Linked DNA regions of Ovis aries: region 1 is linked to region 2. Evidence: chromatin contacts called from public Hi-C data. All regions are on one chromosome and are shown on one strand. Each heading gives the region's core, a stretch centred on a gene start, on an enhancer-like site or on the middle of the called end of the contact. The rest is flanking DNA. Distances are from core to core; before and after follow the strand shown.

The links. A called contact is a pair of places that touch in the nucleus more often than the background predicts.
Region 1: a Hi-C map of hypothalamus shows a contact between it and region 2, with 5 times the contacts expected there. The contact joins two enhancer-like sites. A contact is called at or near these places in 5 of 16 Hi-C or Micro-C datasets (hypothalamus, muscle, omental adipose tissue and 1 more).

The regions. Positions count from the first base shown.
Region 1 is chr1:228,308,262-228,312,257 of ARS-UI_Ramb_v3.0, forward strand. All of the region lies in intron 2 of SCHIP1 (schwannomin interacting protein 1), which reads right to left. Among named protein-coding and RNA genes, the nearest start is that of SCHIP1, 110 kb to the right of the region's middle. Within about 2 kb of position 1,995, at least 6 of the 54 cell types and tissues checked have an H3K27ac peak or open chromatin away from gene starts, as enhancers often do. A contact at or near this core is called in hypothalamus, where this site is marked.
Region 2 is chr1:228,235,318-228,239,847 of ARS-UI_Ramb_v3.0, forward strand. It overlaps SCHIP1 (schwannomin interacting protein 1), which reads right to left. Exons shown (of 9, transcript XM_042235034.1): 7 at 2,729-2,822. Among named protein-coding and RNA genes, the nearest start is that of IL12A, 120 kb to the left of the region's middle. Within about 2 kb of position 1,319, at least 6 of the 54 cell types and tissues checked have an H3K27ac peak or open chromatin away from gene starts, as enhancers often do. A contact at or near this core is called in hypothalamus, where this site is marked.

The DNA.
Region 1 (3,996 bases), core at 745-3,244, 74 kb after region 2:
GTGTTTATTATTTCAGATATTAAAAAAATAGTTGCTTGAGTAAATTGTTAGCGTGAATCAATTGCTGTCACTTTTAAGTATTCAAGCTTGCTTTTCAAAAGAAAACTCACATATAAAACAAACCAAAGAGTTTCCAATCAGAATAAAATTATTTTTCATTCAAATTGATACTATTTACTTATTAAATCCTTAACTGGGAACATGAGACTGTTTTTTTATGTACAAAAATTTGAAAATAGACTTTACAAGTCAGTGACAGTCTTATTCCAACTGCATGCTCTCTTTATTTTGTTTGTGCCACACCAAGAGAATCCTGTTTCACACAGATAAGTGGTTGGAAATGGTGACAGTCCTTCATAATAGCTTATGCTGCAATCCCCAGATAGTCTTCATTAAACATGTCCAGGAGTTTGAAAGCAACATCATAAAACATTTATTTCAAAACTGATTTACTAACAACATACAGCAACTGCTCACATTCCTTTTCATAAACAAGATAAGACAGAGTACTCAGATTGACACTAGGTCATCAACCTGGAAACAGACCTCTTCATGTGATACACTGGGCATTCACTTGTGATTTGCACAATCTACCTATTAGGCTTGATGTGGGAATGTGCCAAAAAGATGCGTAGACCTAACCTGACTCTGAACTCAGCTGGGCCTCTCAGACAGCCCAGCTCATTTTTCCTACCTGGACATGAATTTTCAGCAAGACCAGTACGGAGCCACCAACTTTGTGGTAAATGACACATTTACAAGTTCAATTTTGAGGACTGTAAAAGACTGCTTACCCTGGCATGATAAATTAATATGCTGACATCAGAAAAAGTGGGTGGAGAGTTCTTTGCATAGATATGAGGGAATGAGACCCTACAACTTGGGCTGAAATGTCGTTATATACTTCTTACCATGGCTTTACAGGAAAACTCTTCTCCCAGTGCCCAGAGCCTCACAATTTCATTTGTTCTCTGTTCTGAATTACATTCACATCTCAGAACTCTTTCATTTCCACTTTGATTTTTTAGGGGCTGAGGTGTTCAGCAGTTCACAGAATAGGAGCAAATGAACCTCTAAAAATACCTCCTGCAGCCCTGGGGTTTCTGCAGACACATCTGAAACCTGAAGCATCAGGTGGTGCTATAGCCGCTGCCTCCCTCTCCCTCTAGAATTATGAGATGGTTTATATTTCAGTACATCTGCCAAAGCACTTGTTTATTGGACCCAGTCCTAGTCTTCTCCCCATAGTACTCTTGGCCAACGCTGCCTGAAATTCACACACTGCATAGGAGTCAGTTATTGAAGAAAGATAGTAACAGATTCCTAGATAAATTTAGGTGAAGTCTATATGGTTTCATCCCAAATTGTGCCAATGTTTATGGACCGTTTCTTTTAGTCTCCATTTAGTCTCTGACTTTGGAGTCAGAGAGAGCAGCGGCAGAAAAAGTGAAAAGCAGTATAAACCTGCCAGGGTTAACACAAGACCTTCCAGAGAAAAATAAGCTGGTTCATCAAGAGGGGCCAAGCCAGAACTCACACAAAGTGTGTGTGTGAGTGTGTGTGTGTGTGTGTGTGAGAGAGAGAGAGAGAGAGAGAGAGAGAGAGAGAGAGAGAGAGAGAGAGAGAAGTAAGTTGGTTCATCAAGAATGGTCAAGCCAGAACTCACACAAAGTGTGTGTGTGTGTGTGTGTGTGTGTGTGTGTGTGTGTGTGTGTGTGTGTGTGTGTGTGTGAGAGAGAGAGAGAGAGAGAGAGAGAAGTTAAGTTGGTTCATCAGAATGGTCAAGCCAGAACTCACACAAAGTATGTGTGTGTGTGGTTTGTATGGGTGTGTGCAGGGGAAGAAGGGAGCACACCTCCCTTCAGCCCCTAATAGAGTTAGCAATATAAGTGCATTTAGCTAAAGCAACAGGAGGTCCCTGACCACAAAAAGGACTGTTCATTTTTCTCAGGTGGTAGTTGATTTAAAACCAGACTCAGTATAGGGAAGGGAACTGACCCTCATCTTGAAGAAAGGTGACCTCTAGTGGACAAGTGTGTTTTGCAATCAGTTCAAACTGAATAGGATTAGAAAACAAAAATAATGTTGAAATTATGCTCCATTGTCTTAGTGAAATTTCAGTGATATTTTTAATACTGACTATAAACATAAATACATAAGTCTTCACTAATAAAAGAATGTAAATGTCACACTAATGTTAATATATCCAAAGTTACAACCTAGGCCATCTTTGATGGTTTCCAGAATGGATGGAGCGTTGAACCAGGAGTCATAGGCCTGGATTCTGGGCTTGACTGTGCCTCTGATTAGGTGTATTCTCTTGGGCAACTTTATATATAAGAGCCTCTATTTCCTAATCTATGCTGCTGCTAAGTCACTTCAGTCGTATCTGACCCTGTGCGACCCCATACACGGCAGCCCACCAGGCTGCCCCATCCCTGGGATTCTCCAGCCAAGAACACTGGAGTGGGTTGCCATTTCCTTCTCCAATGTATGAAAGTGAAAAGTGAAAGTGAAGTCGCTCAGTCATGTCCTAATCTATAAGACGGGTTTATTTACAAACTATCATCTCCTTGCACCCTCTCTCTTTCCTTCAGGCCATCAGGCTGTTGTCTTCTAAAATTAAGTTTATTTTTTATGATGAGGCTTTCAAATCAGTATCAACAGCAGCAACAAAACAAAACCAAACTAATATCACATTATATATTAGCACTGGGTAGTTCCACAAAAACTGTTTGCTTTCAATTTAAGATCTTTCCTAATATAAATGTTATGAAAGGTAATGATTTTTAACTTTTCTTCTTACATTGACTGTGGGAAAAAGCATTTCAAAAGCTAAACACACTAGATCATGAGTTTATTATGAAATTTTAGTTTACTTTGAAAGTTAGAGCTACTATTTTCAAAAAATTTGCTTTATAAAGTAAAAATAATAAAAAGAAGGAAAACATGATAATTTACGAGTATATATCTCTTCTGAAAACTACCTGCTCACCAGCTGACATATTTTCCTGCTTCATCACTGAACACAGGACAGAGCATAATAATTCAGGATTATACTCAATATAATCTCTAAGGAACTATTTAATATTAAAATTCTTTAGTGCTCTTTAAATCTTCCCCCCCCTACCCCAACACAAGAGTTGTGTAGAAAGGCTACTAGTTATAATGAGATTTAATACTTAAGAGCTTCCTCAGGTAGATTCTCTAACCAGCTTTCCCAGGGCCAGGTAAGCAGCAATCTGGAATGGTTTTTATCATCGTTCTCATTCCTGCCCCTTAAGAGAGGTATTCAAATGATTTTAGTTGCTAAAAGGTAGGAGAGAAAATGCTGGTCTAAAAAAGTGTTTTGAAGGATAATAAAATGCTAGAATATCTATGAATTATTACATTAACTTGCTTTATCTTAAATCTATGGAATTAAGAAATTTTCTCATTTTATAGAAATAAATTTTTTCAGAGCATAAATCTACTGGTTTGGAAATTGTGCTGCTCTGCTCTGACCAGTAGATGAGGGGTCAACTTGTTAAGGGTTAAGATTAGTCATGGGTTCATGAGAAAGACAAATTACATAGGATATCACTTACTGTGGAATCTAAAAAACACACACACACACACACAAAACAACACAATGATACAAATGAACTTATTTCCAAGACAGAAATAGATCACAGACATAGAAAACAAACTTTCGCTTACCAAAGGAGAGCAGTGGAGGAGAGGGACAAACTAGGGATTTGGGATTAATAGATATACACTACTATATATAAAATAGATAACCAACAAGGTCCCACTATATAGACAGAGAACTACATTCAATATCTTATAATCACCTACAATGAAAGAGACTGTAAAAAAGAAATATATAAACATATATTATATTTAATATATACAACTGAATCTCTTTACTATACACTTGAAACTAACACAGCATTGTAAATCGACTGTATTTCAATGAAATTTTTTTTAAAAGCTCAGTCATGGATTACTCCTAAG
Region 2 (4,530 bases), core at 69-2,568:
ATCAGGCCCCACTTGGGAGGAACGCAATGCTGCCAGAAGCACAAAGAGGGTCCTAGGTCAGTCTTGGGGGTTCAGGGAGCACTACTCCAAAGAAGTATCTAAACCTGTGGTTTTCGAATTAGGCCGTGTATTGGAGTCATCAGGAAAGCTTTAAAAAACTTCTAATGCACAGAAGTCCCTGTCTCACAGAATAGTTAAATCAGAACCTTTGGGAGTGAGACCCAGGCATCAATATTTTAAAAGCTCCCCAGGTGATTCCAATGTGCAACTGAAATTGAGAACCATGGACCTGAACTGACACCTGAATGGTAGGAGCTGGACAGGTAAAGGGAGGTGAGCAGGGCTTCCTGGTGGCCATGCTCTCAGCCTCTGGGATCTGGCAGCAACATTCTGGCATGGCCACCTTTGGGGAAGTTGAAGTATATTTAGATTCCACCCCCCATGAGCAAAATTATATTTTTGCAGCCAGAAATGGACATAGAAACTACTCCCCACCTGCTCTTGTTTCAAGGGTTCCTCCAACACCTTTAAATAAGTGACTCCTCTCCTCTAAACCCATGGTTCTGCCCTCCCTGTCTCCCACCATCATACCATCTGCAGTATAAACATAGTACAGTGCAGACCTAAGTAACAGCTGAACATTCTGAGGAAAGGGAGGGGCCTCTGAATGTCTTCTTTGCACCAAGGAGTGCCAGCACTGCTCTGAGGGACAGAGAAACTGTCCTCTGTTACCACTGGCAAGTCACAGAATTGATGAAAGGATTTACATATTTTTCAGAAGATGCATGTCCTTATACAGTTCACTACTGATTTCCCAGAATCTTTTTTTTAAAAAATAATTTTATTTATTTATTAGCTGTGCTGGATCTTTTGTTACTGCTTGTGCTTTTGTCTAGTTGTGGGGAGCAGGGGTTACTCTTTAGTTGCCTCGTGCGGGCTTCTCATCATGGTGGCTTCTCTTATTGTGGAGCACAGGCTCTAGCGCACTGCTGATGCTGCTGCTAAGTCGCTTCAGTTGTGTCCGACTCTGTGCGACCCCATAGACGGCAGCCTACCAGGCTCCACCATAGGGCACTGGTCTGCAGTAATTGCGGCTCACGGGCTCTAGAGCAGAGGCTCAACACATGTGGCTCAGGGAATTAGTTGCTCCGAGGCTCCTGGACCAGGGGTTGAACCCCCGGCTCCTGAATTGGCAGGTGGATTTCTTTACCTGTGGGCCACAAAGGAAGCCCCTGATTTCCCATAATCTTAACCCCTATATGCAAAGTTCTTAGCCAAAAAGGGAGGTGTCTTACAATTGCTGGTGCAGTGCCTGAATATATCTGTAGGGGGCAGTAACAATACTTGAGTGGTACCAGCTAAGACGGTATGAGAAGACCTTCTGGTTTTTTGTGTGTTTTTGTTACGAGCAATGGCAATAACATCCAAAGCATACAAAACAGAGTGCTGCCCATAGGTCTTTAAAAACAAGCTTTAAACATAGTTCTGCAGTCTTCATTTTGTTACCTGAGCTATTTTTATAACATTGCATTTGGGAAAATATTTTACGCAGTGTCTCACACAGAGAAGAGGTCCCTGTGGTGAGTGCTGAGAGCACTGTCACTACATATGTTGTCAAGCTTCCCTTGGATGGTTCTGGATCACATGGTTAATTCCTTATGTTATTGTGACAGCAGTTTTCTTTCTTTCTTTGGGAGCCTCTACTCTCTGAATACCATTTCTGGGATTAATAGTAATTGTTGCCTTGTGGCTTAAAGACTTCCTATAAACTGACTCAGAAAAGGTGTCATAAGACCGTAGGAATGCTCACAGTATTTTCATGCACTTCACATACTTATTGTGAGAGGCTTTTCCACGAAGGAAATGACAAAGAAATGCAAGATCTTGACCAGCATTAGTCTAGTTTCCCTATTCCCCAGGGAAGGAGGCATTCTTCACCTCTTTACAGAGAGGGGGCCTGGAGCCAGGCCCAGCTATAAACTCAAGTCTTGGAGTCTCCCCATGCTGAGAGCAATCTGGTGGAAAGATGCTGTGGAAAGATGCCAGGGTCCTTGCCTTCTGGGCATGGCAGATGTCATCAGGAGTTGGGTCAGATAACAGCAAGTGCCACTTGGGGGCACCCACCATGTGCTGGAAGCATGCCAGCATGGAAGGGCTTAGGGACAACTCCCCAGAGGATGGTCCTTCAGGATAAAGTTCTTAGGCCAGAACTGCTGACCAGATTGAGGTGGGGGTGTTCCAATGCACTGACAATCCATCACGAGGGGAGAATGGTTGAGAAGAAGCAAAGCATTTGGGTGGGAGCAGTTCTGGCTACTTGCACGCATGCTCAGTCACTCAACCATGGCCGACTCTTTGAGATCCGTGGACCGTTTCCCTCCATCTAAATAGCTGACACCAGCAGAGATTAGGTGAGTTACTCGTGGAAGTAAAGGAAGAAATTCTCGACAGCTCCATGTGTGTGTCAGTCCCTCAGTTGTGTCTGACTCTTTGCAACCCCATGGACTATAGCCCTCCAGGCTCCTCTGTCCATGGGATTCTCCAGGCAATAATACTGGCGTGGGTTGCCATTTCCTTCTCCAGGGGATCTTCCTGACCCAGGGATCAAACCCTCATCTCCTGTGTTGGCAGGCAGGTTCTTTACCACTAGCGCCACCTCACTCCTGCCTTAATTCTTAATTCATCCCGGGCTTCTTTCCTTCTTTGGGAAGGGTGAGGCCCCACTGACCTGGTCAAGTCCTCGATGTCCACCAGCATGGCGTCCTGCTCCGTGTGCAGCTCATCTCGGATAAGGAGCAGCTGGACCAGCTCTTCATTCAAGCCTGGGATAAAGGAAAAAGAGCAATAGAAATAGATAAAGCTGCATCAAAGTCAGGATATGAAACTACGTATGGACCATTGTATGTGTACCACACACACACACACATATATACAAACAGCTAAACACAGTAGGAAAGTATTTTTGCTGAAATGTTAGGGTTCTCATTAGCTTCTCAGAAGCTCAGAAGTCACCCATTTGAGAGCACTAGTTTGCCTACTGATAGACATGTTGGAAGAAAAGGAGTATGAAGTAAATCCAGTTACATTCACATTAAAGTGGGAAAAGAAGTGGTTAGCTGTTAGGAAAGTAGCTTGTTAGAAGACGTGGGAGTTTATTTTGAAGATATGTAAAAAGTCTGGGGCATGTCGAGTTTTCCACTGTTCATCTTCAGAGGGCTCCAGCCACACTGAGAGCTGAAGGGGCCGCCGCACCTGATGGGCACCACATTCTAATGCCCAACCGGAGAGGGAGGGGCCCAAGGATGCTCAAAGGTTACCTGGGGCCACGAGGAGGAGCAGCCCAACGTGCAGGCTGTTCAAAGAAAGAGTAACATCTAAAGATGTGGGAGAACGAAATAGGAAAGACCTGAAGAAATAACACCTGGTGTCCAGGCAACAGGTGCTGAGGAAAAGACTCCTTAGGATTTATACTGGGAATACAATAGATGGAAACATGGCTCGTCTTGCTGAAATCTGTGCACTGGGTTAATCTGGCTTCTGCCATTGGAAAATATAAACAATCCTGGGGCTGCTTCTTGCTTTTTCCCCTCATACTGACTTAGAACAAAAGCTTCTAGGTCTGAAAACGTGGACACGTGGGGAGAGCATTCACTTGGCAAGAGCTCTATGCCCAGCAACAAAAGAAAGGAAGAGGGTACTCAGCAAGGTCCTCCTTGAAAACGCTGGATTCAGACCTGAAATGATGCATTTACCTGCCTTTAGTTTAGATTTGTTTCCAATTTTAAAAAGGAGAAAAAAAAATCATACAAAGAAATCTAAAACTTCCTCTACTCCTGAAAAGGACTAGCTGGCAATGTTATTTAAGTCTAAGGAAGATATTTCGATGGTAAGAGATCAGAAAGCCTTTTAAATCCTTCAAAGGAAAATACTCCTAGTAATTTATTCTCAATGAAAATTAAAATGTAGTAGAACTTCAAAAAAAATCCTATGAATCTATAGTTTCCTAATTAAAATGTAAACCTTTTCTTTTGATTTTAAAATACTGAAGGTATTGGGTTAAGAGGTTAAGACTCCTTGCTTGCACTGCTGTGGCTGTGAGTTCGACCCCTCGTTGGGGAACTAAGATCCCTCATGCTGCCTGGTGTGGTTGCCCCACCTCCCCAAAATACTGAAGGTATTAAGTTGCCACTGCGCCTTCTCTTTTTTTCTAGTGAGTTCTTAGGGCAGCCTTCTATATTGCCATAGCACATGGGAAGGTCTTTTCTATATGAAGTTTAAAATTTTTTATTATGGACATTTTCAAAGTGATATAAAAACAAAGAGACTTGTTTAATGAATCCCCTTGCCCTATACATCCAATCAGCTGCAAAAATAATCAACTCCTGGCCAGTCGTAACTGACCTTTCTCCCCTTCTCCAGTGAGGTCATTTTAAAGTGAATTTCAGACATCCTATTGTTTCATACATAAATGCTTCACGATGCATCTCTAAAGACAGGGCTCTTTTTTTTTTTTAATTAACATAACCATAA